Linked DNA regions of Sus scrofa: regions 1 and 3 are each linked to region 2. A link is a contact called in public HiChIP or PLAC-seq data. All regions are on one chromosome and are shown on one strand. Each heading gives the region's core, a stretch centred on a gene start, on an enhancer-like site or on the middle of the called end of the contact. The rest is flanking DNA. Distances are from core to core; before and after follow the strand shown.

Region 1 (3,011 bases), core at 193-2,692, 130 kb after region 2:
GCAAAACCTGGCATCTCTACGGTACCAAACACAACACAAGCATCGACTCCTCCGCAGACCCAGACCCCTCAGCAGAATCCTCCACCCGTGCAGGCCACTCCTCACCCCTTCCCTGCCGTCACCCCAGACCTCATCGTCCAGACCCCTGTTATGACAGTGGTACCTCCCCAGCCACTGCAGACACCCCCGCCGGTGCCCCCTCAACCACCACCCCCACCCGCTCCAGCCCCCCAGCCCGTGCAGAGCCACCCACCCATCATTGCGGCCACCCCACAACCTGTGAAGGTGAGCATTCTCTGCATGTGTCTAGCTCAGCCTGGCCACTGGCTGGCTCCTGCCGCCTCAGCTAAATGACCCCTTCCTCCTTCCTCTCCATTTCATTGAGACTTACAGTAAACAGTCACCTGTCCTTCTGGTTCTTGGGGCACTTGTGGGTGTTGCGGGGTTGGGGGTTGAATCATGCTGTGTTTAAATGAGCATAGCCCAGAAGCTACTACCCTGCTGATACAGAAAGATCCCCTAATTGAGTCAAACCTCCCAGGGAGTTGCTATGCTTCCCCCATTTCTAATTTAGACCACATGTTTGCAGATGCTGTCTAAACATGTTCCGAGATATACCTCCCATGGGTGGCCAGAGTGACAAGGGTTGGCTCTAGGAGAGTTCCCTGATCTATAGGAAACTGCTTTAGGAGGACTCTATGGTCTCCAATAAGCAGATCCCACACTCAGTTGTGTGCTTTTTCCTGCCACTGGCAGGGTCCTGTCCCAGCTGCAGAACAGAGTGGTGGGACAGGGTCTCTCTGTCTTCAATCCTTCACCTGTGGAATTACCTTTGGGCCCTGTTCCCTGTGAGTGTTGAGACCCTAGAAAGGACCTGGCTTCAGGAGTGACCCTGAGGGCCCGCTGTGCCGGCTGCCGCTTCTGACCGTGCCTATCACGCCTGTGCTCTCGGCAGACAAAGAAGGGGGTTAAGAGGAAAGCAGACACCACCACCCCCACCACCATCGACCCCATTCACGAGCCTCCCTCACTGCCCCCGGAGCCCAAGACCACCAAGCTGGGCCCCCGGCGGGAGAGCAGCCGGCCTGTTAAGCCTCCGAAGAAGGATGTGCCCGACTCGCAGCAGCACCCAGCGCCAGATAAGAGCAGCAAGGTCTCAGAGCAGCTTAAGTGCTGTAGTGGCATCCTCAAGGAAATGTTTGCCAAGAAGCATGCGGCTTACGCCTGGCCATTCTACAAGCCCGTGGACGTGGAGGCGCTGGGCCTACATGACTACTGTGACATCATCAAGCACCCCATGGACATGAGCACTATAAAGGTGAGTGGATGTACCCCCAGGAGGTGGGGAATGGGCTCCATGGGACAAGGAAGGCCTGTCTAGGAGGAGGCTTCTCCAAGAGGAGTAGCTGACAAAACTCTTCTTACCAGCCCAAAGAAGCCTAGCGCCCCCTGCTGGGGATTGTGGGGGATATCTGAGATCCTCTGGCCATTTTAGTCACAGCAGTGCTGACCCCTCTGCTGAAGACAAACCCTTTGTGGCCTTGAGGCCAAGTGCCCATAGAGGCCTTCATGTGGTAGATGCTCCAGGAGAGTTTAGGGAGTGGTGACTTTGCCAGGTTCTGTGTCATGGAAGGGGCAAGTGCTGGCATTTTCATTGTAATGTATTTTGAGGCCTCTTCGGTTTTGTTTATTTTAAGCCTTTTGGCATTTTTCTCCTATTCCGAGTTGAATAAACCTGCTCAAACTTGGGCAGAGCAGGGAACATTGCTGTCTTCCTTTTGACCAGTGTCCTGTCCTATGTCACAAAGGCAAGTATACATCAGGTCAGAGTTGGGTCTAGCACTCCCTTTACAATTCTGGTTTAAGCTTCTGTGAATTCTGTGTCCATTCGTCTTTTAGCCAGGCGTGGTGAGTAGGTTTGGATACTAGCAGAACAATTCCTAGCCCTGAGATTTACTGTTGAGTGTTTCTTTGTCTACCTCATGCTAGCACTGCAGTGATAACCTTTTCCTACTAGGGTCGGGTTAAACCCAGAGCTTTTGAGAAGCCACCTTTTTCCTACAGGCAGCCCTCCTTGCTGCCCCTCCCCATTGGAGCAGGGGCAGCCATGGTTAACCAGGACTTGTCCTGTTTTTCCAGTCTAAACTGGAGGCCCGTGAGTACCGCGATGCTCAGGAATTTGGTGCCGATGTCCGATTGATGTTCTCCAACTGCTACAAGTACAACCCTCCTGACCATGAGGTGGTGGCCATGGCCCGCAAGCTCCAGGTGAGGCTCTGGGGAAGCTCCAGGTGTGGCATCCTGCAGCAGAGCAGGCTGGGGTCCTGGGTGGGCCAGGCCTCTGTGGGCTTTGGAAATTTTATTTATTTATTTTTATTTTATACTTTCTTTGGTATTATGCCATGTTGCTTTGAAAGAGTGAACTAAAGTCAGAAAAATGTACATTTTACATTGGGATTATTTCATTATGATTAAAGCAGGGTGATTGGTTTTGTTCTTGGACATTAGGGGTTTGGGGTGTCCCACTGAAAGTCCCACCCCACAACCCCACCTGTATTCGGGTGCCCTTGGCCAGAAGAGTACACATGCTACATGGCCCAACCTCTTCTCCAAAACAGACCTGTTTCAAGTCGACGAGGGACACTCTTGCCAGGTAGACACTGTCATAGTTGTGAGCTGAAATAATGTTCAACTGTGGGCTTTCTTCACCAGAGCCTTGAAAGCCTTTGTTGCCTTTTAACTACAGGATGGCTGCTTCTAGATGTTCCGTGTGGCCATGATGCCCTGATGAGTGGGATTTATGGCCCCTAGGAGTTGATTCTGGGTGATAAACACTGTAGAGTGCACACATGGGTGGAAGGGAGGGGGCAGTGTGAACTAATTCCATTTCTCTTTATTCAAAAAATGGGATAAATATATACCCAAATTTCAACAGAATTCAGGAATTAAAAATTATGGAGAATAAGTTCAGTATTTAGTACTGTTAAAGTCTGGGTTTTTGTTTTTGTTTT
Region 2 (2,791 bases), core at 108-2,607:
CATGCTTTAAAACAAACTTTTAAAGTAAAACCAAAAAAAAAAGTCATACAGTTTGAATTCGCACAAACACACAAGTACAGTTTACAGTGTCTACAGCTCTGTCAAGTCATCTCCTAGAAGATATGAGATGTCTCTGAAAGTGGGTCCCACACATCCAGTGTGGGTGCTGGGGAACAGCCTGGCTGGGCTACTGCAGGGGTTCCTAAGTCCAAAACAAACAGGTTTAGAGGGGAAGTTCCCACTTTAACACTTGTGTCAAGGATCATGAGTGATGAAGTCCAAGCCTCAATTTTATCTTTTTTTTTTTTCTCAATTTTATCTTTTAAGTGGGGATTTTTAAAAGAGTTTCCTTGTAGATAAGAAGGAGCATTTACATGATAATACAAATATATATAGCATATATGTAATATAAACATGCTATATAAATATATTTGTTATGTAATGGTAGATAACCAAATGCAACATTTCAGCACACCTGGCACTGGGCTGAATTTTTAAAATTTCTTTTTTGGGTGCACCCCCCCCCAACACACACACATGCAGAAATCCCTGGGCTGGAGGTCCAACTGTGCCCCAGGAGCTACCTGAGATTCTGCAGTGACAACAGGATTCTTAACCTACAGAGCCACAAGAGAACTCTGACTGAATTCTTTTTTCTGCTTTTTAGGGCCGCACTTGTGGCATATGGAGGTTCCTCCAGCTAAGGGTCAAATTGGAGCTGTGGCCCATGCCACAGCTACAATCACAGCAACTCCACTTCCCACCCGCGTCTGCAACCTACACCACAGCTCACAGCAGCGCCAGATCGTTATCACACTGAGCAAGGCCAGGGATGGAACCTGCATCCTCATGGATCCAGGTTGGGTTTGTTTCAGCTGAGCCACAACAGGAATTCGGAATGAATTATTTACATTTATCTCATATGTCTGACCGTGTGCCCCGTATCTTGTTTGGCGCTTAGTTATAGTTTTCATTCCAACATGGCTCTACCGTGTTCGTTATGAAGGCCAGAGAAGTCAGAAATAGTCTAGGTTGGCATAATAGCCTCGAGGCAAAGCCGGGATTGGAGCAGCACCCTGAGCTGTTGAGCCGGCTCCCTCTGGCGGGCTTCCAGGACACAGGCCCACCTCCCGCCCGGCCCCGCTTGGGCCTCAGGTCTTTCCGTAGTGCACAGCTCCTCCCCTTCGAACTCTACAGGATTCCACCTCCCGGCCGTCTTCTCTCAGCCAATAACCGTAGTGTCGGCATAACGAGAGGCGGGAATAGGGCGGGGCGATCATGAGATTGACAGTGCCCTCAGCCACGGGCATAGGGACTCTCCGAGATCGACAACAAGGTCATCCAACAAGCGTGAAGCTAGGGTCCGGCGTGAGCCAATGCGGTCGGGAGGAGGGGCTAAGCTGTGTGTAGAAGGGGCTTGGGGGATTGTCGCCGCTATCGCGGCTTTGGACGCGTGGAACCCCCTGCTGTAGTCTTCAAGTGTAGTGTTAGCTGCTGCCATGAGCTACACAGGTGAGCCTGGCAGGGTAGGGGTCGGGCTCCGGGTGGGGTGGGACAGGGGTGTGCCAGGGCCGGGCCAGGCTTGTCCGCGACTCCCCCGGGGCTTGGACACTACTCTTTCTGCGGTCACAAAATGGCGCCGTGGGCCCGTCGCCTCAGTTTCGCGCCCCTCTCGTCTCGGCGTCTCAGGTTCTCTGTCCTGGCAGCTTTGGGTCTCGGCTCCTGGCCTCCCTAAGTCTTGTCTTCTGTCATCTGTATCTGTGGTCCTCGGCCTCGGTTCCTGGTCAGGCCTCTTGGGCCCTCGACGTCTCAGGTTGCCCCTTCTCAGACTTCAGGCCTTCAGGTCAGTCTGCGGACTCAGCTGCTATTACCGTTACCATTACCATACTCTTCTCCCTTGCGTAGTTTCCACTGCCGGATGCCGCAGCTGCCGTCTTTGCCCCGGGGAGATGAATAAATAAATATTTGAAGGGTTTGGGCTGAGTGGGGAACCTTGGGTCCTTAGGGGCCGAGCCGGAGCTTTGTGAGGAATGGCACGCTTCCGTGTTGACTCATTCAGTATCTGTCAAATTCATCTCTCAGGTGCCGAATACACTCTGGAATAGTGACAAGAATTCCTCAAGTATTTTATAGAGGAGAGCAGGCCATAATCGGCAAACATAGTATATATTCTGGGGTGTTCAGTACTCTGAGACGGTTGATGTGTTACATAGGGTGGTTGGAGAGCTCTGAAGAGGTGACATTTTAGCAGAGACCCGAATGAAATGAGTGAGTTAAGGTATCTGGCCCAGGGGGCCCTCAGCATAAAGACCCAGTGTTAGGAACTGCCTGGCTTGTTAAAAGATCAGTCAGGGAAATCAGTGGGATTTGAGCAAAGGGGAGGGTGGATGATGAAATTAGAGAGGGTGCCATAGGATATGTTTGGGTGATTGCAAATCATCCCTGGGTGAACTCAGAAGATGCTTGGGTTTGCCTTGGAAATAACTGATGAGGCTTCTCAGCCAGAAGCTTCCTTGGTAATGGGGTTATTACAGGCTTGAGCATGTGTGGTTGCCAGGTAACCTGCATTCGACTTGGAATGTTTAGGACTGGGAATGGAATCTGAGCCTCTGGGGCTTCTCTATAGGCTGCTTTATGTACTGTCAGCCCTCCCTTTTCCAGGTTAGGAGCTTGGCGAGAAACCAAATTTCTTTCTTTTTTTTTTTTTTTTGTCTTTTTGCCTTTTCTTGATCCGCTCCCCCGACATATGGAGGTTCCCAGGCTAGGGGTCTAATAGGAGGTGTAGCCTCTG
Region 3 (2,779 bases), core at 97-2,596, 180 kb after region 2:
ACTCTTCCTCTGCTGTGATGTCTTTCTTCCAGTTCTGGGCTGAGCTCCAGTGAACTTTCCTTGGGGAAGCCCTCCCTAGGGGAGGAAGGTGTATCCCCAATCCCTGGAACAATGCTGGACATAGAGCTGGAGCTTTAATACCTACTTGTTGAATAAATGAATGAATGAATAAGTAACTCCCTTACCCCAGGCAGAGCCCTCACCAGCCCCTCTGTGTGCTTTCCCCAGTCTCTGTCCTTACTTCTGGCCCAGCCCTAAGCCCACAGTGCTGAGGGTGTCTCTATCTGGCTTTTTCTTCCCCAGACTGAGGGCTTCCCCAAACTGGGCTTGGGGCTTTTCAGGGGTGCCCATTCTCACTACAGGACAGAGCCCACTGCAGTGGCTTTTGCATCATGACTGCTTTTGGAAAAGGCAGTTTGATCAAATTGAACAAGATTAGCTTAATGGCAAAGCTAATGGGGTATGTATGTGTAGGGTATGGGGTGGGGTTAGGGGTTGGGGTGGACGTTTGGGGTTCACACGTATAGTGAGGAGGAAGGGGTGCTTTTTAGGGAGGGCTGAGAGAAAGGGTATGGGAGTTTTCAAGCATGCATGAGACTCCCAGCATGTGTTTGAGGTCCGAGGCTGCAAGTATTACCCATGGCTCAAGGCCTGGCTGAGCCTGAGTTTAGGGTTTGTGAGTGTTTCAGATTTTTTTTTTTTTTTTTTTTTTGTCTTTTGTCTCTTTAGGGCCGCTCCTGCGGCACATGGAGGTTCCCAGGCTAGGGGTCTAATAGGAGCTGTTGATGCCAGCCTACACCAGAGCCACAGCAATGCCAGATCCCAGCCACGTCTTTGACCTACACTACAGCTCACAGCAACGCTGGATCCTTAACCCACTGAGCAAGGCTAGGGATTGAACCCACAACCTCATGGTTCCTAGTCGGATTCGTTTCCGCTGCGCCAAGACGGGAACTCCTGTTTCAGATTTTAAGTCCCCAGGAAGTTCTGTGCACGTATCGGTAATTGTGCATCCTGGCTGTGTGTTCAGGAGCCTTGCAGGACGTGCCTGGCTTCAGTTTCAGGGTGTGGGGGGGTGTCTGTGCGTCTGTCCTTGTTCTGTGTCCAGGCTCAGAGTGTGCGTTGGGGAGCAGGAGATGTTCAGGAAGCTAGGTGTGTCTCTCACACACCTCGTTGTCTGGGCCCGCGCCTCACTGCATAGCTGGCCTGAGTTTCCTTGAGGGTCTGTGGGTCCCAGGCCGTGTGGGTGGAGGGTGGGTGCCGGGGGCGGGGGAGCTCAGGGCCGGCCCTGGGGCGGGGCAAGCAGCCCAGGGCTGGGGGCGGGGCGGCCTGGCAGTCTCACTTCAACGAAGTTGGCGGCGCGGAGGCTGGCCCCGGACGCGCCCGGAGTCCAGGGAAGGAGGGAGGAGGGAGGAGGGAGGAGGGAGGGTCGCGGCCTGCCGCCATGGGGCTGGGGCCCCGCGGCCGCCGCCGCCGCCGTCGCCCGATGTCGCCACCGCCGCCCCTGCCGTCCGTGCGGACGCTGCCCCTATTGCTGCTGCTAGCGGGGTCCGGGGCTGCAGGTGAGGGGCCTGGACCTGGCGGGTGGGATGCGGTGGGTGTGTAGGAGAAGAGTAAGAACGGAGTGCAATCTCCACTGCCCTGAGTCTGGGCCTAGGGGACCTGGAAACCAAGGGCCAGAGAGAAGGGGCAGGGAGCTCTGGAGCCCAGGGTCTGTGTCCCGGGGGTTGGGTCGGGTGGGGTGGGGTGGGGTGGGATGGGGTGGGTGGCGGGTGGGCAGGGACTCAGAATTGGTAGTGAGGACGAGACAAGACCCTAGAGACCCGAGGAACTGGGGCCCAGGAAAGATCTGGGTTGGCAATGAAGGGACGCAGGGGTCTGGAACTAGGAGCTCTAGTGCGGGGATCAAGATTAGCGGGTGTGTGAAGGGTAACCAAGAGTCTGGGGCTCTCTCACAACCCACGCCCATCTGAAGTCCTGGGAAGGTCATGATTGGAACTCAAGTACCACCAGGCCGGGGACCCCTAGCACAAAAGCTCCCCCCCGCTCCCTGGGGCAGGCCTGGCCGGGCGGGGGGCGGGGAGGGGGCGCGAAGTTCTCGGAGTTCTAAACTCAGAGAAAACTTCCCAGGCCGGAGCGCCGGAAGACCCGGAGCCGGAGTTGGAGCTGGAGCTAGAGCGGCGTCCGCGCCCCTTCCCCCGCCCGCAGCCCAGCTCCCTCCCCTGACCGCCGGGACCCGGCGGCCCCGGGACCCCGTCCCCGCCTTGGACACAGAGGGAGGGCAGGGGGCGCGAGCCCACGTGCTCCTCTCCCGCTCCAGCGCCCTTCTCCTCAGCCCTAGCCCCTCCCCAACCGGCCGGGGGGCCCCTGCTCCTCCCCCTCCCCCTCTCCCCTCCCTCGCCGGGGACAATGGCCGCGCCGTCTAGACACCCCCTCCCCCTGGCCGGCCTCGCGCTTTCTTTGCCAGACAAAGCGGGACAGCGGCGGGGCCCGGGCGGGGGCTGCGGAGGAGCACCCCCCAAGGGAGGCCTGGCCGGCAGGGGAGGGACACTGGCCTAGTGGCCCTGGCCCAGGATCCCTGGACGCTGCTGCGGACTCAGCACTCGGGGCGTGGGGGCTGTGGGAGCAAACAGGCCTCCCCAGCCCAGCCCCAGGCTGGTGGGGCAGGACCAGGCAGGAGCAGCCGCCCCCGCGAGGCCATGGCACATGGACATGTCCTGTCACACTCACAGGCACACAGTCCTGGATCACACATACAGAGATACAGAGATGCAGACGT

Evidence for each region. HiChIP or PLAC-seq counts read pairs in DNA pulled down with a chosen protein or histone mark.
Region 1: an H3K27ac HiChIP or PLAC-seq map of alveolar macrophages shows a contact between it and region 2. The contact joins the enhancer-like site here to the promoter of AKAP8L in region 2. A contact is called at or near these places in 1 of 5 promoter capture datasets (fetal liver), 3 of 47 Hi-C or Micro-C datasets (embryonic fibroblasts, heart right ventricle and skeletal muscle) and 2 of 2 datasets of contacts at active chromatin or transcription factors (alveolar macrophages and skeletal muscle).
Region 3: an H3K27ac HiChIP or PLAC-seq map of skeletal muscle shows a contact between it and region 2. The contact joins the promoter of NOTCH3 here to the promoter of AKAP8L in region 2. A contact is called at or near these places in 4 of 47 Hi-C or Micro-C datasets (embryonic fibroblasts, epiblast stem cells, heart right ventricle and 1 more) and 2 of 2 datasets of contacts at active chromatin or transcription factors (alveolar macrophages and skeletal muscle).

The regions. Positions count from the first base shown.
Region 1 is chr2:62,316,084-62,319,094 of Sscrofa11.1, forward strand. BRD4 (bromodomain containing 4) reads left to right here. Exons shown (of 19, transcript NM_001204772.1): 4 at 1-285; 5 at 956-1,318; 6 at 2,140-2,268. Among named protein-coding and RNA genes, the nearest start is that of BRD4, 9.8 kb to the left of the region's middle. Within about 2 kb of position 1,443, at least 8 of the 83 cell types and tissues checked have an H3K27ac peak or open chromatin away from gene starts, as enhancers often do. A contact at or near this core is called in alveolar macrophages and skeletal muscle, where this site is marked.
Region 2 is chr2:62,183,378-62,186,168 of Sscrofa11.1, forward strand. It overlaps AKAP8L (A-kinase anchor protein 8-like), which reads left to right and starts at 1,358. Exons shown (of 24, transcript XM_005652898.3): 1 at 1,358-1,512. The coding sequence starts at 1,500.
Region 3 is chr2:62,363,161-62,365,939 of Sscrofa11.1, forward strand. NOTCH3 (neurogenic locus notch homolog protein 3) reads left to right here and starts at 1,347. Exons shown (of 33, transcript XM_021083631.1): 1 at 1,347-1,562. The coding sequence starts at 1,445.